Linked DNA regions of Gasterosteus aculeatus: region 2 is linked to region 1. A link is a contact called in public Hi-C data. All regions are on one chromosome and are shown on one strand. The core of a region is the stretch at or near the end of the contact, and the rest is flanking DNA. Distances in the headings are between cores, read along the strand shown.

Region 1 (4,917 bases), core at 1,007-3,506:
TCCATTTGTGTGGAGAACTTTTTTCATTGAACAAAAACATTAACAACAAATAAAATAGTGTATTTTGTATGATCACGCACCCCTCCCAAAAAAGAATCCACTTAAAATTAATTAGGCTTCTCAAGCTTGTGGTTTCAGTGTTTTCCCCTGAATCCTTTCAGGTCTACGTCAATGTTGCTAGCTAGATCCTTTAAAACGGAACACAGCATGTGCTGCATGTCATACATCTTTCACATCTAGTTTTGAGTTACGTTTTTATTGCTCACCCTTTTATTAGCAGTAATCATGGTTAATGGTAAAATAGTAATAATGATGATAATGACAAAGGCGTTTAAAAACAACAAGTTTTGGGAAATTTTCCACCCCTTTGCAGCACTATTGCTGCCTCAATAACAATAACAAGCATTTTCTCTTTGAGGAAAAAGAAAATAAAGGGTTCTGTGATTACCAGATTTCAAGTTTTATATCTTCTGTCTGCCCGTCTAGTGAATTTATTGCCACTAGCAGCCCACAACAGCCCAGTGTCACACCGAAGTGAAACCATCAGAGAAGAACGCTGTAATTTCTTATGAGCAGCGAGGAGCCGAACGCTGCAGCTTGCGTTCCATCCACTGGAAAACCTACAAACAGCTTTCTATTAACTTTTTTTGACCCCAGATACATCGATACGCACCAGCCGCCAAGTAGACTCATATTTTAACAGAGAGAAATCTGCGGCGTGAGCCACAAGAGACCTTTTTCAAGGACTCTCTTGAACCTCTCACCTTAAGACAATGATGGACAGAAATGGACAGACAGACCATCCAAGTGCTCAAAAATATATTATTAGATATAAAGATATATATAGAGATATTAGCAAAGAAATACCCACAGCGTTTAGGAACCAGGCCGCAAACATGCTGTGCGATTTTCATACTTTTGTGTTTCACGCGTGTCGACTCTTTAAATAACGTAAGTCTTTGGCATACCCGCAGGATCTCTCAGTATTGTGCCACCTTGTTAAATCCTTGCTTTAAAAGATGCAATAACTTTTAAGAAAACACACCAAAGCCGATTCAACCACAGAGAGCGAACGGCTAGCTAGCTAGCTAGCTAACCGCATCACGCTTTAATGCTGCTACGCACAGAACATTAGGAGGAACGGAGTTGCCACTCATATGCAATAGCGAGGGGCTTTTCTCACGTATTTTATGTTTGACTGTTTCCGGTGAAATGCGCGCGCTGGCGGACAGGTAACTGACCCACGTGACGCAGAGCGTCCACAGGTCAAGGTGCATCGTGGGGAGACGTCACTCGGGATTCATCGCTCAGCATTACCGGTCACAGCACGGATGCAGCAAAAACAGGATTCCTCTCGGAGTGTCCACGTGCTTCCCCTTTATGTAAAAAAACAAACTCAGTTGTTGCACTTTTCAGAAGCGAAACGAGGCGCTTCCGAAACGCCGCACGGGTTTGCGCCGCTTCGTTTGAGTACGCAGGTCAGCGCGCGGCGTCCGCTCGGTTCAAACCTCCGCACCGCTCAGCGGGGCTGTGCAAAACATGCGTGCACATACGCACACTGAGGCGCGTACCTGCACCGCGCTAGCTTAGCTTAGCATTCGTGCCACCGTTTCCCCGGGCATCGCAGCTACGTGCCGCGGTCTCCCGGCGAGACCTCCGCCGGCTCCACTGACAGGCAAACGCTGAAAGAGGATGACAGCCATAAATCCCGCTGCGCGCACACACACACACACACACACACACACACACACACACACACACACACACACACACACACACACACACACACACACACACACACACACACACACACGGCTATTTCGCAACGCGAATGGAAGAAGTCCATATGATGGTGAGCCCCCATCCGCATTTCTCCGGGTGAAGAACCGCGTCCTGGATTGTCAGCCTGATCTTACATAAACACAACCGGAACCCAAATCACATTAGCAACCGCGTTCGTCTCATCCTCCGCAAAACCCCAAAATAACACGGCGACAGCCCACTCACGGTTTGCGCCGCGACGTGAAGTTCGTGTTTCCTCGGATCCCTCGGGATCCTCTCCGCCACTTCGCCTCAAAACAAAGGTGACGGCTTCGCTGCGCGTCGTCGCAGGAGGAGGAACGGGAGACCGGGCTGCCGTACGGTCGCGTGCACACTGCGGTGCTCTCAGCCGGCCGTCGGCGGTCTCCTTCGTCTCGGTGTTTCTGTCGCGGTGGGTGACGATGCACGAGCGCCGCCCAGCGGTGCGGAGGCGACACGACACATTTTTTTTCTCTCTCGCGCGCAACGAGGAGGTAAAGGTGTTTGGAATAATACCAACCCAGTGAAACGTTAAATAAATTACCTGTTTACATAACGTACAGAGTAAAAATGTGGGATCCGATTTAAATGACGCCATTATGTTATCAAATGTTGACTTCAGTGGGACATTGCAACGGCTTTGAGTGTTTCCCACCAGATCTTATTTTTGCCTGAATCTTTCGATCCAGACCTCTTCCATCACCAATCTTTTGTTGGACATAATAACGTATACAAACATTGCACAATATACAACACTCACCCAAATGTGGTTCGCAGGAATAATCTCAGATCTCTGAACGAACGTAGTCTCCAAACTCACAAGATTCTCAATTTCATTTGACTTAAGATTTGTCTTTATTTTCATTTTGGCTTGGGTCACTGACATACATTTTCCTCTTCAACTATCAAACTAGATGGTCAAATGGAATTATTGGTTTTATGTTATACCAATACTCGTGCAGTCAAGGCCCGCCGGGCTCTACGAGTGGGATAGGTTTGGGAGTCTTGCTCGTGTCCGTTTTTCAGCAGTAATTTTAATACTAACACAGTGTTTGTGTACAGGTAAAACAATAATCTCATGATGCTACTGTTGATTAAATACTCACACTGAAACACTCAAAGTAAAGCTGACTGCACGGGACACTGTCTCTCTCACTTTGTTCTTGCCTCAATGCTATAAATAATAATTTCATTGTACAGAGTAACCTGTTAAACTGTGCACATCACAATAAATATCTCAGATCTTGAAGTAGAAATAGTCAGGATACATGTTGAATGAATATCTGTAACAAAATAAATGATTTATACGATATTAAGGCCAAAAGCCAAAGAGTAAACTGTACCTTACTTGGGCTGAATGATAACATGCATTGTACATTATCTGTGTATAGCTACTGGTTAAATGTATAGTTTTGCTATTATTGGTCTGATGATCCATTTGCTATTTATATATTTAATATAATTGGTATTACATGTATTTTCAATGATAACTGGCCTGTTTCAAAGTTCCTAAGTACACAATTTAAATTTAAAAATGGCATGGACAGTTTATGTCCACTAGGTGGCCTCAAAACTCCAGTATTAACTACATTAAATCCACCCATGACATACTTACTACATTCTAACATATTTCATATATTCATAAAGTGTTTGATTTTCTCATAAAATCACAAAATTCTAATGATGGGAAATAAGAGATTGTAATTTGTGTAATAACAATATTTCTAATTTATTCTATCCAATCAAATGTTTGCCGTGATAGGGACACGTTTCATCAGACTTCAATACTGCGCTGTTAATCAGAAATGTTGTCATCACTGATGAATTTATAAGGATAAGAAAGAAAGGATGAAGGATGGAGGGGCGAGCAGAGTTCCCAGAAATAGGAGACGTTGATTGTCAGTTGGTTATGGGGTGAAATTATTAGGAATTTCTACATTTTGTATGAGACAGACATACATTTTGTACATTTAAATGTATAAGATATACATTTAACCAGTAGCTATACGCAGACAATGAACTATGCTATCATGAATATAATTACGATATGAGCAAAGTTACATTTGTAGATGTATAAGATTTCATATACATTACATTTCAATACAGGTCATTTAGCTGACGCTTTTATCCAAAGCAAATTACATTGCATTTTTAACACATGGCTTTTTACAAAAATGATATAAGTGCATTTTTTCAGGAGTTTGAGTTTCCTTTTCATTTAATTTTAAATGTAATAACACTTAAAATTCTGATCCTAATTTTGGTCAGTTTAAAGCCATAAACCAGAGGATTAATGATGGGAGGTAAAATGAGAAGTTCTATTGCAATAACATTTTGAATGGTTAGAGAGAGATTTGAACCAAATTTCAGATTAAAGACATCCAAAAGCATAGTCACAACAAAAAAGAGCAAAGAGGTTAAATGTGGCACACATGTCTGCATGAACCTCGCCCTGTTTTCTAAAGAATTCACACATGTTCTGATGACAAACACGTATGACCAAACTATTAAAAACCCCTGAAATAAGAAAAATGTTACTGTTAGGTTCGATACTATGTTGTTAACAACAGTTTCAGCTGTTAAACAAGCAAGTTTCACAATATTCAAATTCACACAATAAAGTCTGGCAATATATGGGCTGCATAACTTCAATCTAGATGTGAGGATCATAGTCACGGCAGAAATGCAAAAAGGTGTGAACCAGGAGAAAGAGATAAACATTAAAAGTATCTTCTTTGACATGACAGAGTGGTACACCAGGGGTCGACATATAGCCACATATCTGTCATATGACATGACTGCAAGAATGGACAAATCACTGCAGACAAATGAGTACATCACCAAAGCCTGAAAAATGCATCCAGAATAAGATATTACTTGAACAGCAGACAGCAGATCCCACAGAAACTTTGGGTAGAAACCTGTTGTCCCATAAAGTCCATTTATACACAAAGTGCACAATAGAATATACATTGGTTCATGCATGTTCTTATCCAAGATGATGGTCACAATAACAGCAACATTTACCAGCACAATAAAACAGTAACACAGTAAAGTGACAGAGAAGAGAACAACTCTGAGGTTCATTGGTTCATTTAAACCTGAAAGAAAAAATGA
Region 2 (4,917 bases), core at 1,306-3,805, 48 kb before region 1:
CACACGGAAGAATATGCACACGTGAGATTTGTACGCACATCTTAACAAATGCACTGTCTTTTTCTGCCTCACACACACACACACACACACACACACACACACACACACACACCACACACACACCTACCTACAGTCTCGCCATATCCAGGGTGATAATTATAACTAAGTCGCCCATTAATCAGCGACAGCTGTAATTATCTTAATTCCAGTGTGTAATCTGATCAAGGTGAGGCAGATGAAATCACAGCTCTTCTCCTGCTGGGCGTGAAGGCGGTTTCAGTAACGGCAGCAACAGCAGTCGGGTTGTAAAGAAAATTGGTTTGGACCAAAACAATCTGATAATACGGCGTGGAGGCTGATTAGCGGGGAAAGGTACAGCTATCTCCAGGGTCTGCAGGCCATTGTGGCCGCAAAATTATTTTTGAATTAATTCAACAAATGTGCTTATTTTTAGAATTGATAGCAACCTGTGGTGAACGTATCACAGCCACTAGACCAGAGTAGTCCTCCACCTGTTCAGCTGAGCTTTGTGTATCCTTGCGTTCACTATTGGAACCGGGATGTCCGGATATTTCATGAAATAATATTAAAAAAATAAAATAGACACGGTTTCAGGCATTTGCGGCATGTTTTGTTCTTACCTTTGCTGCTTGTTTACCTGAAGTCCCAAAAAGTAAACCATTATACTACGTTTACAATATTATTGCTACTGAATGAAACAAAGTTGCTGTCCTAAGTTGGTATTTGCACAACATTATTCAAGTATCCAAAATGTGTATTTTGACCAATAAACCTAATGTACCATGAGGCTTGAATCATTTTGATTGGAACTGTACTCATTTTCCCATCAGGTCAGCAATCACTTCTTAAAACAAGTTCAATCCTGCCTCACGACTGTGGTACGCTAGTTAGCGAACATTAAACCAAAATAAACACACTACTCAATCACATGCGATATTGTTTTTGCCGCACTCAAAAAAAACACCACACACACACTAAACTTGTTATATAACCAGTGCTGCGTTTCCAAAGAGAATAATATTGGCTTCAGGATTCCAGCATCAATCAGTTCACCATAACGCCAAAAAAGGTATAAACATACTCCTGCTACGTGCACAACATGTCAGGTCCTCACTCATCCTCAAAGTGCACAGCACCCAGGTTCCCGTGGAGATCCGTAAACACGGCCCTGCTATTGTAGTCGTATGGATGACGTCTTGTCGCCCCTCCAGATGCACCGCGTCCTATCTGCAGTTTGCACAGAGCAAAACAGATGTCACAGAGACGGTGAGCAGACATGCTCTCCGGGGATCGAACCCACGCTATCAGCGACAGCAGCAGCCTGCGTCGCGGCTTTTGCCCGAGCGGACGCATTGTTTTCACATCTGGCCCCCCGGCTTCCAGTCACCGAGCTCCAAAACAAACGTGGACTTTGACAGCGGATCCGTCCGGTCACAGGCAGGGGTGGACGGGAACCAGAGTGCATGTGCCATGTGATGCACTGGGGCAAGCGAGAGTAAAAAACAACAACAACAGGACGACGACGGTGAGAAACAAGACGAACAGAACGTGGGTGCAGAAGTGTGAAAGAACTCAGGTACTCTCCAGATGGGCTCTTCACACAGAAATACATGCTAATCAGCGTGGCAGCGGTGATGTCGAAGCACTCTGGCTACTGGCTCACACGGAACATATGGCGCCGGAGCATCTGCGGCAACGACAGTAACATAATTCTATCAAAACATGGATGGCGTAACTGAACTCAACCAGACAGGGAGTCAGTCGCTTTCCAACAACAACGAGGAGAGGATGGATGTTGGAAGGATCTCATTGAACGGACGCCAAATTAAGGAAACTCATGTCCCATTTAAACCTTGAGCGTTTGTTCATGCAGACCTCATAAGCTGCTCTGGGGGAAAAAAAAGTCTTCCACTTTCTTCAAACCTTACCGGTGATGCTTGGCCTCCAGGGCACATTCTGCTGGTCACTTTGGAGAGCTAAGTATATATATATATATATAAGGGTATATTGGGGTTGACACCAGAGGGGTCAAAGCTGAGCTTTTTTGCAGGATTCATCAATGGGTCCAATCTGAACGTGAAAACCTGTGAGAGGCCGACATCATTTGTCAATTATTACAGGATTTTTTTTTAATATCGAAGGGGCTGGAACTCATTAAATGCTTCAGTAAGATAATCAAAGGCAACACAGAAAGACGTTTCAAAAACACTTCACTTATGTACGTCAATCTAGCAGATTCGGTATCAAAATGTCAGCAGAACCTCCACATCATTGTCCAGAAGGGTTTGCCGAGGCATTAAATATAAGCTCAGGATTCCACTGGTGCAGAATTTTGAAATGCCTCAGCTTGAAATGCTCAAACTAAAGCAAGAGATTGAAAAGATTTCAGCGAAGCCCCCGGCTGCTGTTGATTGAGCCAAAAACCTTGGTCACGCATTCAGTAAATACACTGTGTGTTTGTGTATGTGTGTGTGTGTTCTTGGCCATACGTGTGTCCTCAGAAGGAGGGGGAGTAGAGATAAACTCTAATCTAGTCTCCTCTCAGCTTCATAGGTAGCCCAGCTCTATTTTGTGACAGCGACACACTCCACCCTGAGGCATCAGACCAAAGGTCATCCTTTCCAGCCGCTCCCATTTCACTGGTGCTTAGATTCACACATTCAAACAAAGAAAAACCCGGGGTGCTCATGACACCCGTGAAATATTGCCGGCCTACTTCCTGGCGGTATGGATGTGGTATAAATCACCCGAGGCGGCCGACCTCGTAGCAGCAACATGATGTGATATAATATGGTGTGTTGTTAGTGAGTGGTTGCCTTCATCATGATCCTCGTCATTATCATCAGGACCAAACACTGTGTCATTAATGGAGGGAATCAATGTGACCTGCTGCAAAGACACCAAGAGGAAGAAATGCACCAAGAGAAAGGCAGCAGATATTCAAGAGCACCGTGGAGGGTTTCTCAGTTCTCCTCTACAGAATTTCACAGTTGGTTTAAGTATGAATACATCATGGGAGAAAAACGTCTACCTTGTCTTATGCTTGTGTAAAAACGAGGACCACAAGCTCGACCAAAGCCCGTCTCTGACTAGCACCAGCAGCAACGCACTGCCAGAGAGCCACAAACAGCGCGCTAAATATTCAGTGGAGGACCTGAACGGGGCGCCGGGACGCAAGAAAACCGGGTGCCCGCCGCCACGGCGGGTTTGGCTTGCACCTCTGCAGGTGAAGGGCTGCTTGTGGGTCGATGATGTAAATAACGGTGTATTGATACTAAAAACGCACGGCAAAACCCGGATAACACACAAATTTGGATATTTGTAGTATCAATACATACTTAAAAATAGGACATTGTAAGAGCTTACTTACTGCTTCCTGTCATGCTGCCTGCACATATTGACTGCAAAAAGCGTGGTGCCACTATCTGGGCGCCACGGGGCACAGTCCGACCCCCCCCCATCATCTCTAACCACCCCCCTCCCCTCCTCTAGCAGGAAAACCAAGAATCTTTAAGAGAAGCGCAAGTGAAGGCGATGAATGTCTCCTCTCGTTACCAACGCCACAGGTGCCGGTGGCGTCTCCGGCTCGCCCATGAACAATGGCGCTCGGGAAAATGTCAAACAAAAAAACAACAAGAACTAAAACGATTGTAAGCGAGGATTTATTATCGTCCCTTCCATGAAGGTGAGTACTAAAATAAATACAGGGTGGTCCAGATATCCTGTCTCACCATGTGTAGGACTCGAGGTCATCCTTATCAGACTGTCCTTCAGAGACACACAGGCGATTACGCAATCAGCTTCACAGGCCCAGTAGTAGTAGCCCATCTTCACCTTGAGTGAGCCAGCCATCCCGACAGGAAAAGGACAAAAGGGAGACGCATACGTTCAAACTGTGTGCACCGCATGTGTCTCCATGCGCTGCAATGAACCGTCCACACACAAACACAGGCAGGGCTTTTGAAATGCAATCGGATGGGGGTAAGTGGAGGAGACAGGCAGAGAGAGAAACAGAATGAAATAGAGGAGTCCAGGATCCCCTGATATTTGAGCCCATCTAAAAATAGCCACACTGGCGCACAGATATGAATTGTACTTGTGAAAGTCTTCAGATGGTGCAGGGAGGAGAAGGGAGATGGGAACGGCAGAGATTCCCTTCCAGGTCGCCGGGGTGCAGCGTCTGCGACTGAATATGAACCGTCTTCCCCTCAGTGCGATTGGTAACCGTACGCCTCATTCTGCTCATTATGTAATTGGAGTGACTGCAGGGTCACAGAGTCATGAGTCAGTCCTCTGCAGCTTGGGCACATTAACGGCGTTTCAGCAGCGATAGCCGCTTCTCCAGCAACGCAGCGTTTAAAAAAAAATGTAAACATCGCATTAGAAACTACGCTGGGCGGATTACAGCCACACTAAGCGTTCCCCGTCCACAAACACGTCTGTTGATTCAACGGAAATGCAGCCTAGATTATTTTCTCCCAACCAGTTGGTCGGACCTTCTTTGCACTTCGTCGGGCTTCACTTGGTCGACCAAACACACGGCGCTGTACCCATTGGTCACACTGCGTGCGAGTGCCAGCCGAGTGCCGTTCCTGAACTCACCGTTCCACTGAGCAGTCACGGGGAAAACGCTTTAGATGTGCCAATCCTTCGCGGTCCGGACTCCCCACCACGCGCCTGCGAGAAAAGAAGATCATTGATACATGTGTGATGTGAAGTATTCTGGACTCGTTCATTCGGTGTATGTGGACAAGGTGTATGTTACTGTTTAACTAAAATTAAAGAGCAGCTAAAAATGAAAAGAAACAGATTAATGGATAAACAAAATTAACCTCATTTTTTTTTCTTTTAGCACAAAAAGAGAAACAAACATGTGTAACCTTATATTACAAAGAG

The links. Hi-C and Micro-C count contacts between places; a contact is called where the count stands out from the background.
Region 2: a Hi-C map of liver shows a contact between it and region 1, with 1.8 times the contacts expected there. The contact joins the enhancer-like site here to the promoter of adarb1b in region 1. A contact is called at or near these places in 3 of 6 Hi-C or Micro-C datasets (liver, skeletal muscle and tail fin).

Annotation. Positions count from the first base shown.
Region 1 is chr16:4,783,063-4,787,979 of fGasAcu3.hap1.1, reverse strand. adarb1b (adenosine deaminase RNA specific B1b) reads right to left here and starts at 2,256. Exons shown (of 10, transcript XM_040200825.2): 1 at 2,008-2,256. It overlaps LOC120834271 (olfactory receptor 5F1-like), which reads right to left. Exons shown (of 1, transcript XM_040202185.2): 1 at 4,015-4,917. The coding sequence ends at 4,015.
Region 2 is chr16:4,831,124-4,836,040 of fGasAcu3.hap1.1, reverse strand. The region is part of intron 1 of adarb1b (adenosine deaminase RNA specific B1b); the gene reads right to left. Among protein-coding and RNA genes, the nearest start is that of LOC120833594, 15 kb to the right of the region's middle. Within about 2 kb of position 2,555, at least 2 of the 9 cell types and tissues checked have open chromatin away from gene starts, as enhancers often do. A contact at or near this core is called in liver, where this site is marked.